2 separate regions of the Oryctolagus cuniculus genome follow, and region 1 is linked to region 2. Evidence: chromatin contacts called from public Micro-C data. All regions are on one chromosome and are shown on one strand. The core of a region is the stretch at or near the end of the contact, and the rest is flanking DNA. Distances in the headings are between cores, read along the strand shown.

What was found. A called contact is a pair of places that touch in the nucleus more often than the background predicts.
Region 1: a Micro-C map of ear pinna shows a contact between it and region 2, with 4 times the contacts expected there. The contact joins the promoter of BACC1 here to the promoter of PELP1 in region 2. A contact is called at or near these places in 3 of 6 Hi-C or Micro-C datasets (ear pinna, skin fibroblasts and an unstated tissue).

What each region holds. Positions count from the first base shown.
Region 1 is chr17:51,719,172-51,727,007 of mOryCun1.1, forward strand. It overlaps BACC1 (BPTF associated chromatin complex component 1), which reads left to right and starts at 1,819. Exons shown (of 6, transcript XM_017349026.3): 1 at 1,819-2,088; 2 at 2,273-2,367; 3 at 2,849-2,950; 4 at 3,516-3,706; 5 at 3,918-4,022; 6 at 4,179-4,437. The coding sequence starts at 2,068. The coding sequence ends at 4,183. RNASEK (ribonuclease K) reads left to right here and starts at 25. Exons shown (of 3, transcript XM_008270821.4): 1 at 25-410; 2 at 1,026-1,102; 3 at 1,366-1,741. The coding sequence starts at 333. The coding sequence ends at 1,507. It overlaps MIR195 (microRNA mir-195), which reads right to left and starts at 4,603; the gene lies at 4,540-4,603. It overlaps MIR497 (microRNA mir-497), which reads right to left and starts at 4,946; the gene lies at 4,885-4,946.
Region 2 is chr17:51,514,739-51,522,397 of mOryCun1.1, forward strand. PELP1 (proline, glutamate and leucine rich protein 1) reads left to right here and starts at 1,773. Exons shown (of 17, transcript XM_002718821.5): 1 at 1,773-2,068. The coding sequence starts at 1,820.

The DNA.
Region 1 (7,836 bases), core at 569-3,068, 200 kb after region 2:
TGGCGGCGCCTACCATTCCAGCCTGGGGAGGGGGAGCCAAGACACGAGACTCCTGCTCTTGCAATATTTCCGAGCTACACGGGTCACGAAGGGACTCTGGAAAGGCTACTCAAGTTTCAGAGGCCTCCTTCTCGCGCCGAATTCCCTAGAGGACCCCGAGCGTCCACCGCCTGCCGCCCCCAGGAGGGTGGTTGAGGCCGGAGGCCACGCCCCCTAGGCCGTCCTCTGCCGCGGGAGCCCCGGAGCGCAGCTCGCTGGCCGCCGGCGCATCCAGGGCTTCTTACCGCCCCTCTGTTCGGCTTGCTCCTGGGCGATCTCCCGTTCCCGTCTCCATGGCGTCGCTCCTGTGCTGTGGGCCGAAGCTGGCCGCCTGCGGCATCGTCCTCAGCGCCTGGGGAGTGATCATGTTGGTGAGGGGGCTGCCCAGCGTGAATCGGTGGCGAGCCTGCGGGGCCGAAGGCTAGGCAACTCCGGGCCTGGGCCAGCAGCAGGCAGGATGGCGGGGCTGGTGCGAAACGAGACCGAACTGAGGCTGCAGAAGAGGGAACTGGAGCCTAGCGGGTGGTGGGACTGGAGCCTAGAATGGGAGCTGGGGTTGGGGTCCTGAGAGATGCTTGGGTCGAACGGAGGGTACAGGGCATAAGGGGTGCTCGTTCCCGAAGAGGGTAGCGGGCTCCACCCGCCCCCACTTCCAGAAGAAATGATTTGAAGAAGTGGCGGTCCTCCCTCACGTCTTCCGCCCTGTCCCGTGAGGGTGACGCTTCTGGGGAGGAGGACAATGTGGGTTCCTGGGAAAGCGCTTGTCCCATCACCCGTCTCGGCATCGCCACCGCACGCCCTGTTCCAGGCGGCTGAGTCCGAAGCCGGCAGCAGCCGCCCCTAATCCTGGTTCATTCTGGTCCATCCCAGGCCCAGGTGTTGTGGCAATATTAGAAATAGAAGGGGTTTAGGGGGTAACCAGGAAGTCAGGTGCCTGAGTCCTACAATCTACCCATTCCTTTTTTTTTTTTTTTTTTTTTTTTAAGATAATGCTCGGAATATTTTTCAATGTCCATTCTGCAGTGCTAATCGAGGACGTTCCCTTCACGGAGAAAGACTTTGAGTAAGTAGTCGGGTGGGGAGGTGGGCAGGTGGCTAAAGTCTGACTTAAGGGCGGGATGCTTGGGGGCGCTGGAGGAAGCAGCTGGCCAGCCGTGTAGGGGTCAGGCCTCAGCGGCCATCGTACGCCCAGCTCAGTCCCCCTCTGCAAAGCGGGCACTGTGGCACTCGCCCCGTAGGACTGACAGCGAGGCGCACAGGAACTGCGCCGTTGAGTGTTGGCTGCTATTAACGCTCGCCGTTTCTCTGCCTAATCCGCGCCTCCAGGAACGGCCCCCAGAACATATACAAGCTTTATGAGCAAGTCAGCTACAACTGCTTCATCGCCGCGGGCCTCTACCTCCTCCTGGGAGGCTTCTCTTTCTGCCAAGTCCGGCTCAATAAGCGCAAGGAATACATGGTGCGCTAGAGCAGGGTCCCTGCTGCCCTCGCCAGCCCCGTCCTCTATTTATAAGACTCTCCCCGGCCCAGGTCACTGGCGCGCTCTGCGGGACTGGGTGCCCCCCACCTCGGCCAGTCTTGAACCCCTGTCCGCCGGCCTCTGGCAGCCCCAGCGGAGGGAGCCTGGGTTGGCCGCCCCCTGGCTCCCCAGCCCTCCCAGCCTCGTCCCGTACCACAATAAAGAGAAGCTGCTCTCTTAAAACTTGTGTCTGTGCTTGCGTGAGGGGGCGGGCCGGAGGTCAGACTCAGACCGGGAACCCCGACCCCCGGGCGGAAATGGAATGGGGCTGACCGGAAGTGAGGCGACGCCTTCCACCACTCCTTCCCTCGGCGCGCCCGGGCGGCCCCAGTGACTGCGGTCGGTGAGGCGGGAACGGCAGGGCTTGGGCCAATCAGCGGCGGGGAGGGCGGGACTTCCTGCACGGAGCCCGGAGCGGCGCGGCAGCCAGGCTCCTTCCGTGGTCCCGGCTCGCGTGGCGGCGGCGGCGGCGGCGGCGGCAGCGTCTCCCTGAGGAGGTGCGCGGGGCCATGACGTCAGCGTCCACAAAGGTTCGACCTCCCTCGCGGACAGCGCTCCCTGGCGGCCACGGGCGGGCGGGTCCCCCGCTTGGCTCCCGGCTCTTCCGCCGCGGGCGGGGGGCGGGCGGGAGCCGAGCCGGGGTGGGGCTAGGGGCTCCGGGCGGGCCGGCGCGGGGGTGTGCGCCGGCCCCCTGTCATGCTGCCCCGCCCCCAGGTCGGGGAGATCTTCTCTGCGGCGGGCGCCGCCTTCACGAAGCTCGGGGAGCTGACGATGCAACTGCATCCCGTGGCCGACTCTTCTCCCGCGGGGTACGTGAGCCCGGGCTGGGACGTGGACGCTGAGGGCGGACGCTCGGACTCCACGCGGACGCGGACCCTCTCTAGCGCAGGGACAGCGGTTAGTTTCCCTGTGGCTGGCACAGCCGGAGCAGGTGTTAATAAGTGATCGTCGAGTGAGTGAGTGACAGATGCAGACAGGCCCCGCCCCGCACTACTTCCCCGTCGTACCCCCGCCACGACCACCCACTCCCGTTCCTCGGGCTGCTGCAGACTGCTAGGGTGCAGGTTGCGAGGCTTTCACGTTGATGGGAGAGAGAGGTGGTCCGAGGTGTCCCGATTTCCCGCAGCCGGGGGGTCCTCCAAGCTTTTCTTCTCCTTACAGAGGGCCTCTCTATGGATCCGTGACCGGGGCCCCAGAGACCGGGAGGCGGCGACTGGCCGGCTGTGGCCCCGCCAGCCGGCTCGCTCCACGCCTCTCCCCATTCTGCTGACCCCTCTCCCCTCCCGACAGAGCCAAGTGGACGGACACCGAGATAGAGATGCTGAGGGCTGCTGTGAAACGATTTGGGGACGATCTTAATCACATCAGCTGTGTCATCAAGGAACGGACCGTGTGAGGGAGGGAGGCGGGCAGAGAACGGGGGGCGGGCCCTTTTCCTCCCCTCACCCTTCCTTCCACCCTCATCACAAGTCCCTTGCAGCTCCGTGTCCTCCCTTGAGGACTGCAAACACACAAGGATGGTCACGTTGGTCAGACATCCCAAAAATGCCCTGGCAATGAGGGCCTTCCAAGAATCTGATTTCAGGTTGTCTGAGAGACACGATCACTGCATTTGACCCACAAGGTTCCCTGGGTAATCCGACAGATCTCTTGAGATTCTCCCACAGTGTTTCCAGGAATATTGCGGTTCTGAATATTGCTTGGGATCTATGAATAAGTCTCCATCTTACCTGGTGGCCCTCTGCAGCCACACCTCTCTCCCAGGAGAGACTCAGGAGGGGTGGGCCTTTCCCCGTACTCAATTCAGGGAGCCCACTCCTCACATCCATCCGCCCGGTGTGAGGGCAAAGCTGCAGGAAAAAGAACCCCACCAAAAATTCTTGCGAAGAGGCTCCCTCCTCCCCCACCCTCCCCACTTGGTGATCACTCCTTCCCTAACCGGCTGTCTTCTCTTCAGGGCTCAGATAAAGGCCACTGTGAAACGCAAGGTGTATGAAGACTCTGGCGTTGCGCTTCCAGCTGAGTCACCCAAGAAAGGGCCCAAGAAGGTGGCCTCTGGGGTCCTGTCGCCTCCCCCGGCTGCCCCCCCGCCCAGCAGCTGCAGCGTCCCTGACGCCGGGGCCCCCCCTGTAAAGAAACAGAAGTCCGGTGAGGGCGGTGGAGTCGCTGCCTCGGCGCGAGAGGTCCCATCTGAGGCTCAGTGAGAGAACTGGGCCTTGGGCGAAGCAAGACAGCTCTTCCGCTCCCTCTGGCTTCCTCTCCCCTGGGTGGGCAGAGGGGGAGGGGGTGGGGCGGATGGGGTGAGCACAGAACTCGGGGTGGTCGGGAACCTAGAGCCTAGCTTGTGCCCCCCTCGCAGACGTGACGCTCAGTGCTCTGAACGACTCGGACGCCAATAGCGACCTGGTGGATATTGAAGGGCTGGGAGAAACTCCTCCGGCCAAGAAACTCAACTTCCACCAGGGTAGGAGTCCCCCTCCTCCCACACCAGCTGGGGGCGGGGTAGGATCTCAGCAGGAGCCCTTCCCTGTGCACTCTGCCGGCCGGGCCGGGACACTGTCTCAGAGGCCTACTTGGGGCCCGCTCCATCTCGGTCTGTTCTCCTTCCTGTTCCAGACAGCCTGACCCTGGGTTCTGGCCGCCTAAAGACCTGCGCTGAAGCTCCTTTGCTCTCCTGCTGACCTCCCACCTCCGAGCCCTCTCACCGTTCGCCTGGACCTGTGGATCGCCTGGGACTCTGAGCGAGGCCTGCCCGAGAGAGGCGCAGAGGCTGCTGGGGCTGGCCGCCTGGCTGGTCCTGGACGAGCATCCGCCCCAAGCCCTTTGACCTCTGTCTGATGGACATTTTTATACAGAAAACAATAAAGATTTGTCTCTCAGCTTGGTGCTGTCGGGCTCACGTTATTAACAGGAGAGGGCCATTCCCTCTCCTGGCCTCGGCCCTCAGGGGCCCAGCCCCTCCCAGTAGCTCTCGCCACCCCGCCTGGAGCAGCACAGCCAATATTGGCAGACTCGCCTCCCGGTGCCAATATTTCTGTGCTGCTAGAGCCAGGGGAGCTGGGTGTAGGCAACAAAGACTCCACTTTGCTCTCTGGAGCCAGGACGTAGTCCCAGGGCCTCTGGCAGGCAGAAGTCCTGAAACTTCCCTGGGGATTTTAAAGGGCCTGTTTGCAGCGCATTCATCACTGCCCCCCCCCACACACACACACCCCACCACCACCACCACGTCATGAGAAGTTTATCACAAGGCCCCAGATGTTTTTTGAGTCACTTCTCCAGGGTGGCCTCCCAGGGCCAAGCCTCGGCGGTGCCTCCCCCACCCTCGCTCTAACACCACAGTGTGGTTTGGACGTGGCCACAGTGCCGTACAAACCACAGTGTGCTGCTGGGGCGGGAGCAGGATTCGGGTGGGTTGAGAGGAAGAAGACACAAGGCAGCGCTGTGAAGACCCCCATACCACCAACCTCCAAGAGCAGCGAGAGAAGTTTACAAGGCAAACATGGCCCCCAGAGATGATGGGGGCAAACCAGGCACAGGAGTTGGGACGGCAAATGGAAAGAGGGACACTCGTAGGATTGGAGCCATCTTCCCATTGTGGGAGCTCTGCTCAGGGGATCCCCAGGGTTGGGGCGGAGGCAACAGGGAATGACCAGGGACACCAACAGTCTGCCTCCGACTCAGCCAGGCCAGGGACCCGAGGCTTCCTGTGTCCATCCCTCCCTCCCCGGGTCAGAACCCAGGAGGAAACTAGAAGAGACTCGGGGCCAAGGACAGCAGGGTTGGGAGCTGGCAGTCCAGAGGTGGTGGGGCCGGAACACGGTTGGGAGAGGGGGGCCGGAAGTTGCCCTGGGCCCTGGGCCTGCCACAAGATGGAGGCCAAAGGCAGGAAATGGAGGCCAGGGGGAAAGGGGAGCAGCAGGGCCCAGGAAGAGGGCCATCTGGACCTGGGGGGCCAGCAACTCAGCCCCCAGTGCTGTTGCCAGTCCCCGGGGCCCCCCCGGGGCCCGAGCCCCAGCCCCACAACGCCACCCATCAGCCATCCACCAGGCCCAGGCAGGCGGGCCCACCCCAGAGAGCCACGTTTAAGCTGAGACAAACATGCCTCTCCCCACCCCCCACCCTAGGCCTTCCCTCAGCCTTTTTCTCCTGTCCAGGACTCGATTTTTAAAAAGCAACCCCCATCAAAGGATCAAAATCCCTTCTGCAAGTCAGAATCATCCCCTGTGGAACCCAAAAGTGATCAGCCCATATCCCATGCCACCCTTTACTGCCCCCCCGGCCGACACACCCCCCAAAACTCTTAGCAATCTAAAAGATCTAAGATGGTGTATGTAAGATATCTTTTTAGGCACCCGAAGATGCCGGACCACTCCCCAAAGACCCCTGCCTTCGCCACATCAAGCCCTGCCAAGGTCTTCTGCACCTCACCCCACCCTCCAGAGCCCCCAACTCACACAGCTGCCCCCGGCTCCCACCCTCGGCAGAGCCTTTGTGGGGGTGAGAGAGAAAGCAAACACTATCCTAACAGCTAGGATGTTGGGGGGCCCTACGGTCTCCGCCTTTGGTTTCCATCTTGGGGGCTGCAGCTTAGGGGTACAAGAGAAAGCCTCTCCGATCGTCCCCCCAATTCCCAAACTGACAAAGCCAACCCCACCCCAGCACGCACCTCCAAACCTCCCCCCAACCGCCACGTCTCTCCTGAAAACAGGGGACACTTTTTCCTCCCCACTTACCTCAGCTACTCTCCCCTGAGATCCTGGTCCCCTATTTTGAAAGGAGCAAAATTTGGGGTGCATCCCTCACATTTGGGGTGCAGGAGAAAGGAGCCGCCCCAGTCGCATCGCTGGCCTCCTTCCTCTCGGCTGGCTCAGGGACTGGGGAGTGCCCTGGGGAGGGGGGACCCCCACAAGACAGCTCTGGGGGGGTTCCTCCACTCCCAGTCAGAATTGGGGACACCCCCCCCAAAACCCGTCCCAGCCCATCCGTCTCCAACTCGGCGGGAGAGGCAGCTGCAATGCCCCAGTCAGATTCCCCCAACACTACATTCCTCACCCCATCTAGAGGGGTCCCGGGGCCCCCAAAAAATCCCCAAAAAATCTAGGATGTTGGGAGGACGGTCCTGGACTAGCTCCCCAAATTTGGGGTCCTCAGATACCCCCGTTTTTTCAGGAAAATTCCGTCTTTCGCCTGTCTCCCGCCAGCCCTGCTCTGTCCCGATGCCAATTTTGGAAGTCACTCCCTCCCTCCTCCTCCCCGTCTCTCCAGGCCCCCCCGCCCGGGGGCTAGGGTCCAGGACACCTGGCTTCCAGACCGGGGGGCACTCCTCAGAGGGCTAGGGGCCAGGAGGTCAAGCTATTTGCCCCAGTCTCGAGGAAGCAGGAAAGTCCGATCCTCCCTCCCCTCCCCCCGGCTGGTCTCGGTGGTGGTTTAGGAAAGCCTGGAGGATTGGAATCTGCCATTGCTGTTGCACAGGCAGTTTTTTTTCCTTGGGTTGGGGGGGTGGGCGGTGGGAGGGAGAGAGGGGAGGAGAGCCGAGGAGAGCGGGACCCAGGCGGGAAGAGCTGGCCTGGCTCACCCTCTAGCCCCTGCCGCCGTGGGGAGCCCCTCCCCCCTCATCTCGCCACACTCTGCTTTCTGTTTGGGGCTGTTATCCTGGAACATCAGGGCAGGAGATTCACCTCCTGAACCCCACCACCGCCCCTCCTTGCCACAGTTCCAACAGCATTGCCCTGGCCAGGGGTGTCCACTTGACCAAGAGACACCCCATTTTCTTCCACCTTCCCTCCAACCGAAGTGGGTGCCTGTAATAAATCGGGGTTCGGAGCCTGATACCACTTTTTATGCTCAGATCAATCGAGGCCATGTAGCGATTAAGAAGAGACACTGCACCCTTCTCAAATCTCGCCCTTCAAGTCCTAGGCTTATTTGGGGGTTCACTAATGAAAGAAAGTTCTAGAAGCTGGAGTGAGCAAGCCATAAGCAAAAGACCTCCCAAACCAGAATCGCGCTCCAAATTAAGTGAATCTCCAAATTGGTCTCCCCTTATCCATCCATTACCTTCACCAGATGCACCCAAAGAGGGGCAAAGCATCCCCAACTAAGGACACCCCAAAACTCTGGTCCCCCACCCTGGGGGCCCTCACCTTGTTTCCGCTCTGGGGATACATCGTGGCTGTCCACGCATACAAGGAGAGCCTCCCCTGAGAGTGTTTCCAGGACATTCTGGAACTTTGCTCCCCACTTCCCACACCCCCATCCTAGAAAGCCTTCAAACGTGC
Region 2 (7,659 bases), core at 523-3,022:
CTTGGACCAGAGGAGCACTGGAGAAGAAATGCAGAAAAACGCATCCCATTGGGTTGACGTATTTTGGAGGCAGAATGCTAGGACTTGAAGGATTAGAGAGATCAAAGATGACTCTCAGATTTGACTCTGATACACCAAGAGGTCTTAGCCTGGTCACCGCAGTGTCCGAGTTAGTGTAACACTGCACCAGCCCTGTTTGTAACCAAGAGTGCAGAACTGAGGCAAACAGAGGCAGCCCAGGCACAGGGGCAGAGAATCTGAAACCTAAGTGCAGACCCCCTGGAGCCTGTAGTTCAAAGGATGTCCCAGGAGAGCTTTTCCCGCTACAGTGTCCTCACAGGGCGCCAGAGACCCACCCACAAAGACCTCAGCCCATGCCGGGGTATACAATGTCTACCAAGCCTCCCCCTACACTCTCCTACACCTGCTGTAAAAGTTCTAGCCACTGACTTTTATGTGTGTGTTTTTGTTTTCCAGGAACTGTACCTTTCCTCCATCTCTTTCCCTGGCCACAAGTAAATAAAGCTTTCCCTTGAGCAACTTTAGTGTGAAGCTGATTATTTGGCTACACTCCAAGCAAGAGCCCCGTGTCCACCAACATTCAACAATAACTGTTAAATCATGGGGCATCCACTTCATTCCCTCCATGCAGCTTAAAAGGCCATTATAAAATATTTATTTATTATTTATTTGAAAGAGTTACACACAGAGAGAAGGAGAGGCAGAGAGAGAGAGAGAGAGAGAGAGAGAGAGGTCTTCCATCCGCTGGTTCACTCCCCAATTGGCCATAACTGCTGGAGCTGTGCTGATCCGAAGCCAGGAGCCAGGAGCCAGGAGCCAGGAGCTTCTTCCGGGTCTCCCACGCTGGTGCAGGGGCCCAAGGACTTGGGCCATCTTCCACTGCTTTCCCAGGCCATAGCAGAGAGCTGGATTAGAAGTGGAGCAGCCGGGTCTCAAACTGGCGCCCATATGGGATGCCCGCACTTCAGGCCAGGGCGTTAACCCGCTTCGCCACAGCGCCGGACCCTAAAAGGCCATTTAAAGGGAGCTGGTGCTTGTGGTGCAGCAGGTTAATCCTCTGCCTGGGGCCGTCCTCCCATATGGGCGCCTGGCAGCTCCTGGCTCCTGATCAGCTCAGCCCCGAGGGACTGAACCAGCGGATCAAGACCTCTCTCAGTCTCCCTCTCACTGTCTGTACCTCTAACCTCTCAAATAAATAAATAAATATATATATTAAAAAGGCATTTTAAGGACACCCACAATATAGGAAACGGGAAAAAAAAAAAAAAAACCCTCCAGAGCTTACTGTTTGGTAAACCAGGCTGTGGACGCGTTTGGGCACGGAGTTAGGAAAGCATTGGAGAAAAGGGAGTTTCTTTTTGATCTAGGCCCTTCAGTATTGCCTGAATTTGTTTCGGCAAGGCATGTATAAAATGTGTAATTTCTGAAGTTGCAGATGCCCGGGACCTCGGGCGAGCGGGTCAGTTCCTCAGACGCGGGTTACCGACTCCCTAGACAGTGTCCCGCGCCTAAGTTTAACGGAAACATTTCGGGCACAGGCGCCTTCCGTCCGGACCACGTGCCCCTTCTGCTCCGCGGGACCGCCCCCCGCCATCCGACACCCCCAAAACCCGACACCCGCCGCCCCGCCAGCCCGCCCCTCCGCCCCGCGCATGCTCTCTCGCAGCTGGCGCCGGGCATCCGCCTCCATGCACCAGTGCGCAGGACCACAGCCCCTTCCTCACGCCCCCTCCTCACGAGGCGTGCGTCGCGATGTGTTTGCGTCATCGCGCCACGCCACCACTCCAGCCCGGGAAAGATGGCGGCCGCCGTTCTCAGCGGGCCCTCTGCGGGCTCCCCGGCGGGGGTTCCCGGCGGGGCCGGGGGTCTCTCGGCGATGGGCTCCGGCCCGCGCCTTCGCCTGCTGCTGCTGGAGAGCGTTTCCGGGCTGCTGCAGCCGCGAACGGGGTCCACCGTTGCTCCTGTGCATCTTCCAGTCCGCTCCGCCCCGCATTTGCCCGGGCTCGTGTGCCTGTTGCGGCTGCATGGAACGGTGGGCGGGGCCCAGGTGAGTCGGTGGCCCGCGTGCCCGCGGGCCTGTGGGAAGGTTGACGAGGCACCTGTGCGCCGGGAATATGGTACACTGCAGCTGCCGTAGGGGCTGGAGGGGAGGCGAGCTGAGGGCAGAAAGCGGAGACAGCTGTCAGGCCGGACGAGATCCGCGTGTTTCTTCTCTTTTACCCGCTATGAGTTCTTGAGTTGCGGGCGGGTAAATGGGGCCGTAGTTGTCTGTTGCTAGGCTATTGCTAGGCACACAGGAGTGGATTCGATTCGGGGCCTGCTCACTCGCTAGCTTCCCCAGCCTCTTCTTCCTTTGGCGGTACCTGTTTGGGGTTGTTTTTAGGGGGGACTGGTTTAATGGACGTATTCAGCAAGTGTTTCCCCAGCCCTTACTCGGCGCGCCATTTACGGCCGTGATGGCGATGGACAAAACGCAGTGGAACACAGCGAGAACTGAATAGCAGGGGGGCTCTAAGCTAATCCGGAGACTTACAGAGATCTTCCGAAGGAGCTGGAGGTTAAGCTGAGACCCTTAGGATGAGCGGGGTTTGGGTAAGGAAAGAAAACGAGAGGGGCGGTCCCGTCGTGCGAGGAAACTTGGTGTGGGAAGGCCCCGCGGGTAGGAGGAAACTGGGAAGAAGGCGTTGGGGTGGGTAGGCAGTGGGCAGACAGAGCTTTGTCGGCCGGGTTGCAAGGTCGTTAAGGGCAGCATTTAGCATCCATTTAGTCCTGCCAGCCAGAAACCCGAGCATCATCCTAAGCACCTCCCCCCCCCCCCCAATCCCACGAGCAAGCTTCCCAGCCCTGTTGACTTTGTCCTCAGCAGTTTTCACATCGGTGCACCCCTTTCCGTGGCTTCCCCATCGTCCCCATCCTAGCGAGACCCACCGTCTTCTTGGCCAAGTGAAGGCACTCGTAAGGACAACATAAGGTGTTTAAGCCAGAAGAGGCGCGTCCTTAGTATTCTCTCCTTCCTTTATCCCCTCCCACTCACTTTCCTCCAAATACACACATAGACACGTGGTGAGCTCTTCCTTGTCCAGCTTTGTTCTTTTTTATTTAATTTTTTTAAGATTATTTATTTGAAAGGCAGAGTTACAGAGAGGCAGAGACAGAGAGAGAAGTCTTCCATCCACTGGTGCACTTCCCAAATAGCAGTAATGGCTGGAGCTGAGCCGATCTGACGCCAGGAGCCAGGAGCTTTCTCAGGGTCTCCCACTGGGTACAGGGGCGCCAGGACCTGGGCCATCCTCCAAGCTCTCCCAGGCCATAGCAGAGAGCTGGGTCGGAAGTGTGGAGCAGCTAGGACTAGAACTGGTGTCCACAGGGGACACCGGCATTGAAGGCGGGGGCCCCCCCAAGCCTTTCTTCTTGAGACCGTCCCAGCTGTATGCATCCCTCTAGGGTGAACTTAACCCCACTTTGCTGAGACATAACCTGGTGTGTTAGTCCTCACCATCACTGCACAGTAGGTGAGACAAAGCCCTGTCTGCCACCTCAGGCCGGTTTCAGAAGCAGTAGCTGATTAAGGATTCTCTCTTCTTTCTAAGTCCTCTCCCTCTAATTCATAAGCTTCCTTTTTCTCAGTTGTATTACGGTGGTGTTTTTTTTTTTTTCCTTATGTTTTTCCTATCTACAAACAGGCCCAGGCATATCTTTTCTTTCCTGAGCATTTGTGAACTGTTATCTGTCCTGCTTACAAATGTGTGATTTCTTTCATCTCTCTCTTTTTTTTTTAAGTATTTATTTATTTATTTGAAAGGCAGAGGTACAGAGAAGGAGAGGCAGAGGCGGAGAGAGAGATCTTCCGTCAGTCGGCCCACTGCCCACATGGCTGCAATGGCTGGGGCTGGAACTGGGCTAGGCCAAAGCCAGGAGCTTCAGCGAGGTCTCCCATGTGGGTGCAGGGGCCCAAGCACTTGGGCCATCTTCTGCTGCTTTCCTAGGTGCACCAGCAGGGAGCTGGATTGGAAGTGAAGCAGCTGAGGTGCCAGTGGCTTTACCCACTATGCCACAGCTCTGAACCTCTCTTTCAAGACTGCCAGGGCCGGTGCTGTGCACAGTAGGTTAATCCTCCGCCGGCCAGCATCCCATATGAGCACCAGTTCTAGTCCTGGCTGCTCCTCTTCTGTTCCAACTCTGCTATGGCCTGGAAAAGCTGTGGAAGATGCCCCAAGTCTTTGGGCCCTTGCACCCGCATGGAAGACCCAAAGAAGCTCCTGGCTCCTGGCTTCAGATCAGCTCAGCTGCAGCCATTGCAGCCATCTGGGGAGTGAACCAGCAGATGGAAGACCTCTCTCTCTCTCACTGTGTGTAATTCTACCTCTCAAGTAAATAAATAAATAAAATCTTAAAAAAAAAAAAAAAAAAAAAAGACTGTGCCTCTTCCCTTGATTCCAACTGAGTGACTTGACATCTTATTTCTTTTCCCTAAATTTCCCAAGTCTAGTAGAATTTTGAGTGGAGAAGCTAAGGGTAATACGAGAAACTAGGGTCCTCCTTTAATACTACATATGCCATATTTTTGCATACAGTCTGTGTTGAATTTTTTTCTATTTGTGCTTCTTATATTCGGTTCTTAATACATGGGTCTGTGTGGTGGGTTTGTTTGCTTTCCCGTAGTTTTTTTTTTTTTTTTTTTTTTTTTTTTTTTTTTTTTTTTTTTTTTTTTTTTTTAATTGAAAGGCAGAGAGAGAGAGAGATTCTCCCTCTGCTGGTTCACTCCCTGGTTACCTACAACAGTCTGGGCTAGGCTGGGCTGAAGCTGAGAGCCAGAACTCCATCCTGGTCTCCCATGGGGTGGCAGGAGCCCTCTGTAGCAGAATGTCATTGTCAGGAGGCTGGATTGGAAGCAGCGGCACTCCTGTATAGGATGGGGGCTTCCCAAGGGATGGCTTAACCTGTTGTGCCAACATGCCTGTCACTTAACAGATTTTTTTTTTTTTTTTTTTTTTTGACAGGCAGAGTGGATAGTGAGAGAGAGAGAGACAGAGAGAAAGGTCTTCCTTTTGCCGTTGGTTCACCCGCCAATGGCCGCCATGGCTGGCGCGCTGTGGCCGGCACACCGCACTGATCCGAAGGCAGGAGCCAGGTGCTTCTCCTGGTCTCCAATGGGGTGCAGGGCCCAAGCACTTGGGCCATCCTCCACTGCCTTCCCGGGCCACAGCAGAGAGCTGGCCTGGAAGAGGGGCAACCGGGACTAGAACCCAGTGTGCCGGCGCCGCTAGGTGGAGGATTAGCCTATTGAGCTGTGGCACCAGCTTTTTTTTTTAAGATTTATTTTATATATTTGAGAGGCAGAGTTACAAAGAGGGAGGGAGGGAGGGAGGGAGAGAGAGAGAGAGAGAGAGAGAGAGAGAGGTCTTTCATCCGCTGGTTCTCTCCCCAAATAGCGCCAGAGTTATTTTATATATTTGAGAGGCAGAGTTACAAAGGGAGAAAGAGAGAGAGGTCTTTCATCTGCTGGTTCTCTCCCCAAATGGCCACAGTGGCCAGAGCTGGGCCAATCTGAAGTCAGGAGCTTCTCCTGGGTCTCCAGTGTGGATGCAGGGGCCCAAGCACTCAGGCTATCTTCCACTACTTTCCCAGGCCATTAGCAGGGAGCCAGATTGGAAGAGGAGCAGCCAGGACTTGAACTGGTGCCCATATAGAATGCTGGCACCATAAGTGGAGGCTTAATCTGCTATGCCACAGTGTCAGCCCTATAACAGATTTTTAAAAATGTTTATTTATTTTCATCTACTTGAAAGGCAGAGCTCTTACTTCTCAACAGCCAGGACTGCTGGGCTATAGCCAAGAGCCCAGAATTCCATCCAGATCTTTCCTAAGTGGGAGGCAGGGGCCCAGACACCGGAGCCATTATTTGCTACATCCCAGGATGCATAAGGAAGCTGGATTGGAAGCGGAGGAGCTGGCACTCCAGTTGACATTGCAGTTTGGAATGTGGGCTTTGTGGGCATTGCAAGCAGCAGCTAAACCTGTTGTGCCACAATACTAGCCCTGTAGTTTAGCTGTTTTTTTGTTTTTTTTTTTTTTTTTAAGATTATTTATTTATTTATTTTTAACAGGTAGTTACAGTGAGAGGGAGAGACAGAGAGAAAAGTCTTCCTTCCGTTGGTTCACCCCCCAAATGGCTGCTATGGCCAGAGCTACACTGATCCGAAGCCAGGAGCCAGGTGCTTCTTCCTGGTTTCCCACGCCGGTGCAGGGGCCCAAGCACTTGGGCCATCCTCCACTGCCTTCCCGGGCCACAGCAGAGAGCTGGACTGGAAGAGGAGCAACCGGGACTAGAACCCCGTGCCCATATGGGATTCCGGCGCCGCAGGTGGAGGATTAGCCAAGTGAGCCACAGCGCTGGCCCTCAGCTGTTGTTAAATTAGAAGCAAATGTGATGTTCACAGTGTGTCTCTCTGGCTCTGCTTCTCCAGCAGCTTGAGCATACAGGCATCTGAAGGTATCTCTTGGCTCTCTGGATCCTGACGTCATCCCTAGTCCCATACCCATACTGAGGCCTTATAACTTGTAAAGAGGACTTTACCGGGGTTGGTGCTGTGGCATAGCAGGTAAAGCCGCCTCCTGCAGTGCCGGCATCCCTTATGGGTGCCAGTTCGAGTCCTGACTGCTCCACTTTTGATCCAGCTCTCTGCTATGGCCTGGGAAAGCAGTAGAAGATGGCCCAAGTCCTCGGGCCCCTGCACCCATGTGGGAGACGTGGAAGAAGCTCCTGCCTCCTGGTTTCGGATCAGCTCAGCTCTGGCTGTTGCAGCCATTTGGGGAGTCAACCAGTGGATGGAAGACCTCTGTTTCTCTCTGCCTCTGTCTCTGTGTCACTCTGCCTTTCAAATAAATATATCTCTAGAAAATAAAAGAAAGGACTTTATCTTTGAACTTGTTTCCGTCTAGCCTGTCATCTGAATATTTATTTATTTGAAAGTAAGAGTGACAGGGAGAGTTTCTGTCCACTGGAGTACTTCCCAAATGGCTACAACAGCCAGGTCTGGGCCAGGAGTCAGGAACTGGTCTCACAGATGGGTGGCAGAGGCCCCAGCACTTGAGCCATCTTCTGCCCCCTTTCCCAGGCACATTGGCGAGCTGGATCAGAAGCAGAGTGAGACTGGAGCCTGCGCTCGCATTGGAGCGCCAGTGTCGGCTGTGCTACGACACTCCCCCCGCCATAGGTTTTTATTCAGCGTTTACTGAGTCTGTATTGTGTGTTAGTATGGTTCCTGTGCCTGGGTGGCTACGTGAGATGTGGTCCTTCAGAGAATTATGGTTCAGTTGAGAAGTGAAATGAAGGAAATAAGCTTGGAGCTTGAGAGACAAAGCTCCACTGTGTGATTCCGGTGCCTCAGTCACCAGCTTGGGTTTCCCACAAGCACCACACGCTCTGACAGTTTCTAGCTCTGACTATAGCAGCAGTCTTTTTTCTTTTTAATATGAAACGCTTCACGAATTTGCATGTCACCCTTGCTCAGGGGCCACGGTCCAGTTTAGTCTGTGTGCTGTGGATTCTAACAAGTCTCCTGACTGGCCGCCCGCCCTCCGTTCTTCCTCTCCTGAACCCATTCCCTCAGGGTAGCTGGGTGAGCCTTCCGAGGT